Linked DNA regions of Sus scrofa: region 1 is linked to region 2. The links are chromatin contacts, called in public Hi-C maps. All regions are on one chromosome and are shown on one strand. The core of a region is the stretch at or near the end of the contact, and the rest is flanking DNA. Distances in the headings are between cores, read along the strand shown. Region 1 holds the start of ZBTB39 (zinc finger and BTB domain-containing protein 39). Region 2 holds the start of LOC100620470 (17-beta-hydroxysteroid dehydrogenase type 6).

What was found. A called contact is a pair of places that touch in the nucleus more often than the background predicts.
Region 1: a contact with region 2 is called in a Hi-C map of retroperitoneal adipose tissue, with 1.6 times the contacts expected there. A contact is called at or near these places in 12 of 47 Hi-C or Micro-C datasets (alveolar macrophages, embryonic fibroblasts, epiblast stem cells and 5 more).

What each region holds. Positions count from the first base shown.
Region 1 is chr5:22,315,009-22,319,316 of Sscrofa11.1, forward strand. ZBTB39 (zinc finger and BTB domain-containing protein 39) reads right to left here and starts at 1,309. Exons shown (of 3, transcript XM_005663904.3): 1 at 1,203-1,309.
Region 2 is chr5:22,086,539-22,091,077 of Sscrofa11.1, forward strand. LOC100620470 (17-beta-hydroxysteroid dehydrogenase type 6) reads left to right here and starts at 2,958. Exons shown (of 6, transcript XM_003355459.4): 1 at 2,958-3,080. It overlaps PRIM1 (primase (DNA) subunit 1), which reads right to left and starts at 2,903. Exons shown (of 13, transcript NM_001243669.1): 1 at 2,721-2,903; 2 at 1,850-2,007. The coding sequence starts at 2,823.

The DNA.
Region 1 (4,308 bases), core at 59-2,558, 230 kb after region 2:
AAAACCAAGCCAGAAGCATCCTCTCAGGCGCAGTCTTCTAGCATTACCAGAGAAACCGGCTCAAATTTTTCTCATATTAATTTCCTCCTGACTACAAGCTTTCCTATCTCACTGAGTATATTCTCTTCCCTTACGATGCCAAATGCCATATACATACTTGAACACAATTATCAAGTTCCATTAGCTGCTGAAAAAAAGATAAGGATGCTCTATGCTTTAGTTTCCTATCTTTGCTGTGTTTTTTCAGGCCCTAAATAAACCTCTTGCTCATTCTTGAGTTCCCATCTCTCTCTACCTGCAATACCTGCCTCCTCTGCTCTCTTCCACAGCCTAGAGCCATTGGGATACGCTTCTCACATTCCCTGTATGCTGCGGGTGAAGTAAAGCACTCAGAACCAAAGAAGTAAAGCAAAGCAGAGCATAACTGTGGTATTTAATATTACCTAAATATGCTTCAATCCCCCCCTTTCAGGATTTATGCTTCTGATCAGAACTAAGAGATTTACTTGATGCCGGTAAGAAGCATCTAGTTATATAGGTAACTCCTAAAGTACTGCTCAGTACCACTTTTTCTCCTTTTTGAGTCCTACACATCGAAGGAAGACAAGCTAGTCGCCTTCTCCTTCAACCTCACGACTAGCCCTGTGCAACACGGCCCCTTTCCCCATCTCACCACTTTCGACTAACTCCCAACTTTTTCTGGGGCCCAGGAAGCTTTAGGAGCATTGTTGGGTACCAGCCAGGCATCTCACGGGCCCTGGTGGCCAAACATCAACCGTCAGCAGGTCGGGGCACCGGGAAGCCCGAGTGGGGAGAGGGAGGGGGCGGTTTCGGAACTTTCGAGAAGGCACCCCAACAACCCCATGGCGCCACAGTCTCCCCTCCGGAGGGTCGAATCCAGGAGGAAGGGCGTTGGATCGGCCTGGGGCACTCCATCTGCGGAGTACCGAGCACCTCGGTCCCTCCCCAAACAACGGGGGACTCCTCGGGGCGACCTCGAGCGGGGGCCAAGGTGGCGGCGGGGCGCGGACCGACGAGGGCAGAGGGATGGGCGGCGGGGCCGGCCGGGGTCGGCGCGCGGCTGGGGGAACCATAGGTCCGAATGAGTGGGGCGAGCAGGAGGGTGCTCAGCGAGAGCGAGAGAAAGAGCAGGACGGGGGTCGGGCCTCGGCCATGGCAGCCCTCGGCCCGGCCGTACTTACCCGGCTCCGCGGGACCCGACGCACCATCGCCGCCGCCGCCTCACACAAAGGCCCCGGCCCGCCGTGCCCGGCCCGACGAGGAGGCGGCGCCGCCGGCCGCGGCCAGACTCTCCATCCGCCGAGCCGCTCGCCGCACCGGCCCGGGCCGCCCCCGCCGCCCGGCCCGCAGCGCCCCCCGCCGTCCCGGAGGAGGCAGCGCCCCCCGCCGCTCGGCCGCAGCGCCCCCAGCCGCCCGGGAGGAGGCAGCGCCCCCCCACGGCGGGGCCGGGCGCCCTGCGAGCCCGCTGAAGCCTCCGAGCCTGCGGCCGCCACCAGCCTCCCCGCCAGGCCCCGCCTCCAACCACCGCGCGGCCCTGGGACTGCCGCTGGACCCCCAGCGGGCTGTAGGGGGGATGTTTCCAAATCCCCATCCCCAGGCCGGGCTTTTCTGAAGCCCTGATCATCTCCAGGTGTAGGACCACTCCCTCCTTGGCTGATACCTGAAGAATCCTATCCCAACTCTAAGCTTAAATCGCCTCCCCTGTTCTACTCTCATATTCCCAGAAGTTTACTCTCAAAATGTCTGCTGTGTAATTTTACATAAAGTTGTAAGATTATTCGGTTAATTTGTATCTCCTCCACTAGGCAGTGAGCTTCAGGAAGGCAGGGGTCTGTGATTCTGCGCACTACTGCCTCCCCTCGCTTACCACACACCACTGTTCCATATGGTAGGTGCTTAATGAAGTCGGCTTGAATGAATGAACCAGCACTTGAGGGCTGCACCCCTGGTGGACCACTCTCTGAAAATTCACTGCGTCTCTTCCTTCCAGCTGGGTGGCCAAATGAAGGAATTCACAGGCTCCCACTGCACCTTGGCAGCTCAGGCCTATTTCTGGCAGTCTGTCTTCCCTGGAGGGGAGAACTTGACACCCCAAAATATGCCTCCTTGGCTGCCAGGATTACTAAGAAGCAGCAGATAGGGGAGAAAACAGTTGAAGTTACTCTTTTCTAAGAGACGTTTACATTTATAAGGGAAATGTCCACTTGTAAGGGTGTCTAGCTTTCTGCACCAGGAAGAGAAGGGTTACTAAATCTCTAGAAACTCAGTTTTCCTGGGTTTCCCCCATGTATATATGTTATTAAATTTCTGTTTCTTTTTTTTTCTGTTAATATTTCATTAACTACTCAGTCAAGAACCTTGAAGGTAGAGGGGAAATAATTTTTCCTCTCCTACTTCCCCAGCTCTTCCTAGAACTCGATTTCTCTGCTTCCACTCACCCTTCTCCTTTAGTGCAGTTACCCTCCAAATGCTCCTGCTCAAGAACTGTCATCAACCCAAAACTACCTGAGCTTAACTGAGAGATGTGATCTAAATCCAGGCATTAGCACCATTACCAGCTCTGAAGTTCTCCTCACAGCATTTGCAGGTCATGAAAGTTTTTTGGCTGAATCTGTGTGGTATTCACAGAGCACAACTTCAGGCTCACAATTTTTTAGTTGGTCATATTTTTTCATTCCTTTTTTCATGTTCCAGTTTCAGGGAGAGCATTTGCTTGGTGGTTAGCAGCTGAGAACACGCATTTAAAGCTTTTGAGAGAATACAGGGCTCCAACAAGACTACTATGATTATTATAAACAGGACAGTTCCCAATGTCTGCAGTGAGCTTCAGACACATGGTCCCCAAGACCCAAAGCAATCAAAATTAAACAAGTCAAAGAAAGAACCCATTAAAGGGGTCACCTCTTTAAGCCAAGAGGCTTGTTCAGTAATCTTATGTAGCTGAGTTTCAGCTTCCCCAGAAGTATCAATTTAGGTACGGTAGGTGGTGTTGGCCATAGTACAGATACCTCCTTGTTTAGTTAAAAGATAATTGAAGGCTATCCTATTATCAAGAACAACTTTGGCCAGAGAGTGTAAGGATTTTTGTGCTTTAGCAGCAGATTCTGCAAAATCTTTTAGAGTTAAGGAGAGATTCCTGATCATAGCCTCATCTGTACTCATTCCTAACCAGGAGGAGGGACCTGCCAAAGGAAGCAAATCCTGAATCATGAAAGCCAGCTGGTAGGTCCTTTCTAATTTGATGATGTAAATTCAGGGGAGTTGACCAAATTCAGGAGGTGTCTGTCTGTGAACAGTTAAGTGCGCAGTTTCCTAAAAGGCATTACCCAGTTATGCACTAGCCATTTTCAGGCATTCCCTAGACCCGAGGAGAATCATAATCACAATAGACAAACATAAACTCTGTCAGGGCACAAACAAATTTTATTAAGGTGGCACTATTAATGGACAGATCAGAGTTTTTATGACAAAATTGGCACCGAAGTGTTACCCCTCTTAGAAATTGCCTAGGAGATATGGATGATGGTGTTACCTTTCCAGACCAAAGCCAGAGTAAAGGAAAGAAAGAAAAGAAGGGCTGCATGTTTAGTTAAAGTAGGAAGTCTAGATCTGGTGTCTTGTGTAGAAGTCTACGTCAATGTCATTTACCCTTCTCCCTTGTCAATTTGATTTTGAAATCTCCAGCTGGTGCACAGTTCCTAAAATCTGAAGGACCCCTTTTCTAGTGGGGGATTTGGACCCAAGGTTCAAGTCTCTGAAGTTTGGCTGCCATCTGGTAGGACCTGGTATAGTCCTTTCCAAGGAGTTTTAAGGGCATTCTTTGTTATTAGTGACTCCAAGTCAGAAGGATGAGAGAAAACTGGAAACATTAGTTTGGAGTGTTGTACCCAGATATTTGAGGAAACTAGAAGAATTTAGCATCTAATCCAGTTTATAGGTATATTGCAAAGCCTCAAAGAGAATTAGCAGAATTAGAATCTAAAGTTTACAAAGGTGAAAACATAATTTTTCTCTCTACAATGATTCCCATCTTTTCCCAAAGATAACATATCAATTTATTTGCATTTAACTTGGCCTGGTTATTTACATAAACTTCTGGGATCATAGTTCATAGGCATAAAATAGGCAGGTATACTAGATGGTATTGTGCTTGACTCTTCAGATCTTAAGGATCCTGTAATATTTTTAGCTAAGGTTTTAGGTCTTTTGGAGCCAAACTAATACCTAAGAGGGATGTGCCACTGGGTTGGAGACTGTATGGTATTTTATAGTGCATATGGAGGTTCC
Region 2 (4,539 bases), core at 1,708-4,207:
CAAACCCACATCCCCACAGAGACAATGTCGGGTCCTTAACCCACTGAGCCACAAGAGGAACTCCCTCTATTCTTAAATATAAGCACAAGCAAGAAATTACTGGAGGAAATTTTCCTTATCATATGAGGAAAGCCTCCAATATGAAAGAACGGGGAAAAAATAAACAAAGAAAAAGTGCAACTTTAGAGAAAACAGATGGTGTAACAAAAAAATTAAACTATTATTGATATTCTCAGGTAATATATGTCAGTGAAAAAAATACATGATGCTCTAAAAAACTTCTTGGAGATTTTAAATATAATAGCAGAAAAGGAAACCTCTGAGGAAATTCCCCAGAAAGTAGAGAAAAAGGAAATTTAAAATAGAAAAAAAAAAAAATACAATTAGAGGACATAATATCTGATTGTAGGATTTCTAGAGACCAGAGAAAATAGGTAGGAAAAATTATATTAAAAATTAAAAAAGGGAGTGCAGGAGTTCCCATCATGGCTCAACAGGTTAAGAACTGGACAGACGGAGTTCCCGTCGTGGCGCAGTGGTTAACGAATCCGACTAGGAACCATGAGGTTGCGGGTTCGGTCCCTGCCCTTGCTCAGTGGGTTAAAGATCCGGCGTTGCCGTGAGCTGTGGTGTAGGTTGCAGACGCGGCTCGGATCCTGCGTTGCTGTGGCTCTGGCGTAGGCCGGTGGCTACAGCTCCGATTCAACCCCTAGCCTGGGAACCTCCATATGCCACGGGAGCGGCCCAAGAAATAGCAACAACAACAAAAGACAAAAGACAAAAAAAAAAAAAAAAAAAAAAAAAAAAAAAATTAAAAGAACTGGACAGAGTGTCCATGTGCATGATGGTTTGATTCCTGGCCTCTTAGTGGGTTAAGGATCTGGCATTGCTGCAAGCTGCAGCATAGGTTGCAGATGCAGCTCAGGTCTGGTGTTGCTCTGACTGTGGCATGGGCCTCAGCTACAGCTCTGACTTGACCCCTGGCATATGCCATAAAGAGGAAGAAAGAAAAAAAAAAAAGGGTAGATCCCATTATGGCTCAGCAGAAACAAATCTGACTAGTATCCATGAGGACACAGGTTTGATCCCTGGCTTTGCTCAGTGGGTTAAGGATCCAGTGTTGCTGTGAGCTGTGGTGCAGTTTGCAGATGCGGCTTGGATCCTACGTTGCCATGGCTGTGGCATAGGATGGTGGCTACAGCTCCGACTGGACCCCTAGCCTGGGAACATCCATATGCCATGGGTGCAGCCCTAAAAAGACAAAAGACTAAAAAAAAAAAAAAAAAAAAAAAAAATGCAAAATACTGGGGGAAAATGGTTTACAAACTCAACCATTAGTTAAGCATAATGGTAGAATAAACACATTCTCCAGATACACAAAGTGTCAAATATCTTTTCTTTCATGGACCTTTTCTTTTCTTTTCTTTTTTTGGTTCTTGTCTTTTTGCCTTTTCTGGGGCCCGCTGTAGAGATGTAGAGATTCCCAGGCTAGGGGTCAAATTGGAGCTGTAGCCGCGGCCTACGCCAGAGCCACAGCAACGTGGGATCCCAGACTCGACTGCAATCTACACCACAGCTCATGGCAGCGCCAGATCCTTAACCTGCAGAGCAAGGCCAGGGATCAAACCTGCAACTTCATGATTCCTAGTCGGATTCATTTCTGCTGCGCCACAACGGGAACTCCCATCAAAGAACAAATTTTATTTTCACTACAATCTACTTGCAAAAACTGTTAAAGTGTGGCTCCTTAATTAGAATAAACTCTAAAAATGTATCTCAAAACGCTAGGGGCACCAATCCATTCTTGGTTTAAAAAAACAATAAACTACATAAAAAACTGATTTCTTACTCTGTGGGAATATACCGCGCCTATATCAATCTTGTATGGATTCATTTTCTGCATCTCCTTTTCCAGCTCACTCTGGTTGTTGAAAGATTGGTAGCGAATGTAAATGTCATCTTTCAACGTGAATGAAAATTCACGGTGTTGAAAGTAATTCTTTACCACTGCAAAATGAACATACATTTTAAAAGTTAGTATGGTATTTTATCCAGTTCAGAGTATTAAAACATTAACCAACAAGAAGATATCTTTCACGAACCCTCTGTACTCAACACTGTGCTACATTAAAACAAAAACCAAAACCAAGAACTAGTCCCTAATTTGAAGGAGTTCACCATCCTGCATTTAATAGGGAAAGGTAAAAATGAGGAAAAAGATGCAGAAATATTTTCATGTAGTACCACCTCTCTTTCCTAGGTGGGCACTCAAATTCAGCTGGGAAGAGTTAAGTACCTCTCCTCTTTCAGGAGATGCCCGTCTGTCCCTGATGCAGATTATGTCTCTGCAGCTTCTTGCTACAACCCAGTGGACTCCCTTGCTCCCCGCCACCTCCGCCACCTTCGCTCAGGAACCGAGAAGATTAACACTGCATCAGAGCAGGTAAACGCTGCAACGAAAGTGAGTTCAAACACAAAGTGGGAGGAGCAAAGGCTCTGTCTTTCAGTGCGTGGTGTAGACTGGTCATTACATCCCACTCTAGGCCCATTTACACCTCGGCAGTGGTGGGGAGGGCTCAAGGCAACGCACAAAGGCGCCCGACACAAGGCCTGGAACATGGAAGGCACTTCATATTGTCATTCCAAGGTACCCTCCCAGAACCTCCTCACACTCCCCCCCCACCCCGAGCCATTTCCCACCCCGCTCCCGCCTTCATCACCTCCGCCATAGTTCAGCCAGCGATAGTACTGGGCGTAGGGAAAGAGCCTCCGGTAATAAAGCTTAAGCAGCTCGGGCAGCTCGGTAGGGTCAAACGTCTCCATGAAACGCAGAACTCAACCCAGGCAGGATTAGCACGAGAATTGGCGGGAACCGCACAGTCGAGCTTCCGCAACTGCGCAGGCGCGTAGTGGCAGCGGCCAGCCATCTGCAGGGGCTGTTGGGAATTGTAGTTCTCTTTTGGAGGTTGGCTTGGGTGTGGGAGCGCTACTACGGTCTTCACTCACAGATTTAACATGTAGGTCCACTTCTCTGGTGGGTAGAAGGAAGCCGTGCTCATTGCAGGGAGATCTGCGGAAAGGTGAGCCATGGAACATATTAAGGTTATTAAGATGAAGTGAAAAAGATGTTATCTGCTAACTTTATGACTGTTTTAGAAACAACACATTTAAACAATGTTAACCAGTATCTTTTTAAAGAGGGTTTGGAAATTGGTTCTTCATAGAATAACTAGGTCCAGTATGTGGAAATAAATGATGACCAACCAAATAAGAAAAGCAAAAGCTATTCATTCAAGAGCTTGCCATGTATAGAGTCAGCCACATCACATTACATTTTGGCAAAGGCTCAAACGCAGGCAGAGGAGGGGAGAAAGCTTTGGGGGGGCAGGTTTCACTCTTTTTCTAATGCAAAGCTATTTGTTATGGGGAAGCTGTCTGTGGGCTACCTCAGAGCGGGGTATCCTATGTGACCTATGTGATAGGTTAGGGGTGCATATTTGGCTTTCTGCGGTTGGTCCTAAATTGAGAGTGGGGACAAAAATTAGGGAAGCTGTCAGTTATTAATCAAGTACTGGCTATGTTGGATGGATTGTTATGTAGGGTATTTGGCTTCCTGGAATATCACTAGAGACTTTAGTTTGATTTCCTACAAGTCTGACTTAAAGCAGCCTGACTTCTTGGGCTATTTATTATATAGATAAGGGGGTTGGTTTCCTAGGTAGGCATTGGAGAGGTTGTGGGTCAGAGTTCTGTTTTTTTATATGGTCTGGTCATCGTTTGTTTCTACATTGTCGCTTAAACAGAACACCCAGGAATACTAAAATCAGAGGAAGCTTGCAAAATCATGGAGTGCTTTACAAATTTGAAAGAAGCCTGTTTACTCTTGACATGCACATCTGCCAGTCAGTCTTACCAGGTAGATACATTTCATTACAAATGTGGACTGAGGTGGGCAGTCTGATAATCACCCCAGTGCTGTGTCATTTGAAAACCATTATTTTCACAATAATAGTAGGAAAGCAAGGAGAGTATTCTCTGCTCTCTAGTGGGTTATTATTAGCCTAATTTGAAAGTGATCATGGCCCTTCATCTTGCATAGGCAAAGTGGTCAAACTAGGCACTGGGCAGATCATACTTACTTGAGTATTCCTAGAAATACTATATAAATCTTAGCTGATTTTCACAATCCCTGTGCTTCCTGTTTTGGGTGAATCCCTTGCTGGAAAGGGATTCACTCTAATAGCACCAAGAGTGCCCTGTAGAGTTCTCTTTTGTGGAACCACACTTTTTAATAGGCTTTTTTTTTTTTTTTTTTTTTTTGTCTTTTTTTTTGGTCTTTTTGGTCTTTGTTGTTGTTGTTGTTGCTATTTCTTGGGCCACTCCCGCGGCACATGGAGGTTCCCAGGCTAGGGGTTGAATCGAAGCTGCAGCCACCGGCCTACACCAGAGCCACAGCAACGCAGGATCCGAGCCGCGTCTGCAACCTACACCACAGCTCACGGCAACGCCGGATCGTCAACCCACTGAGCAAGGGCAGGG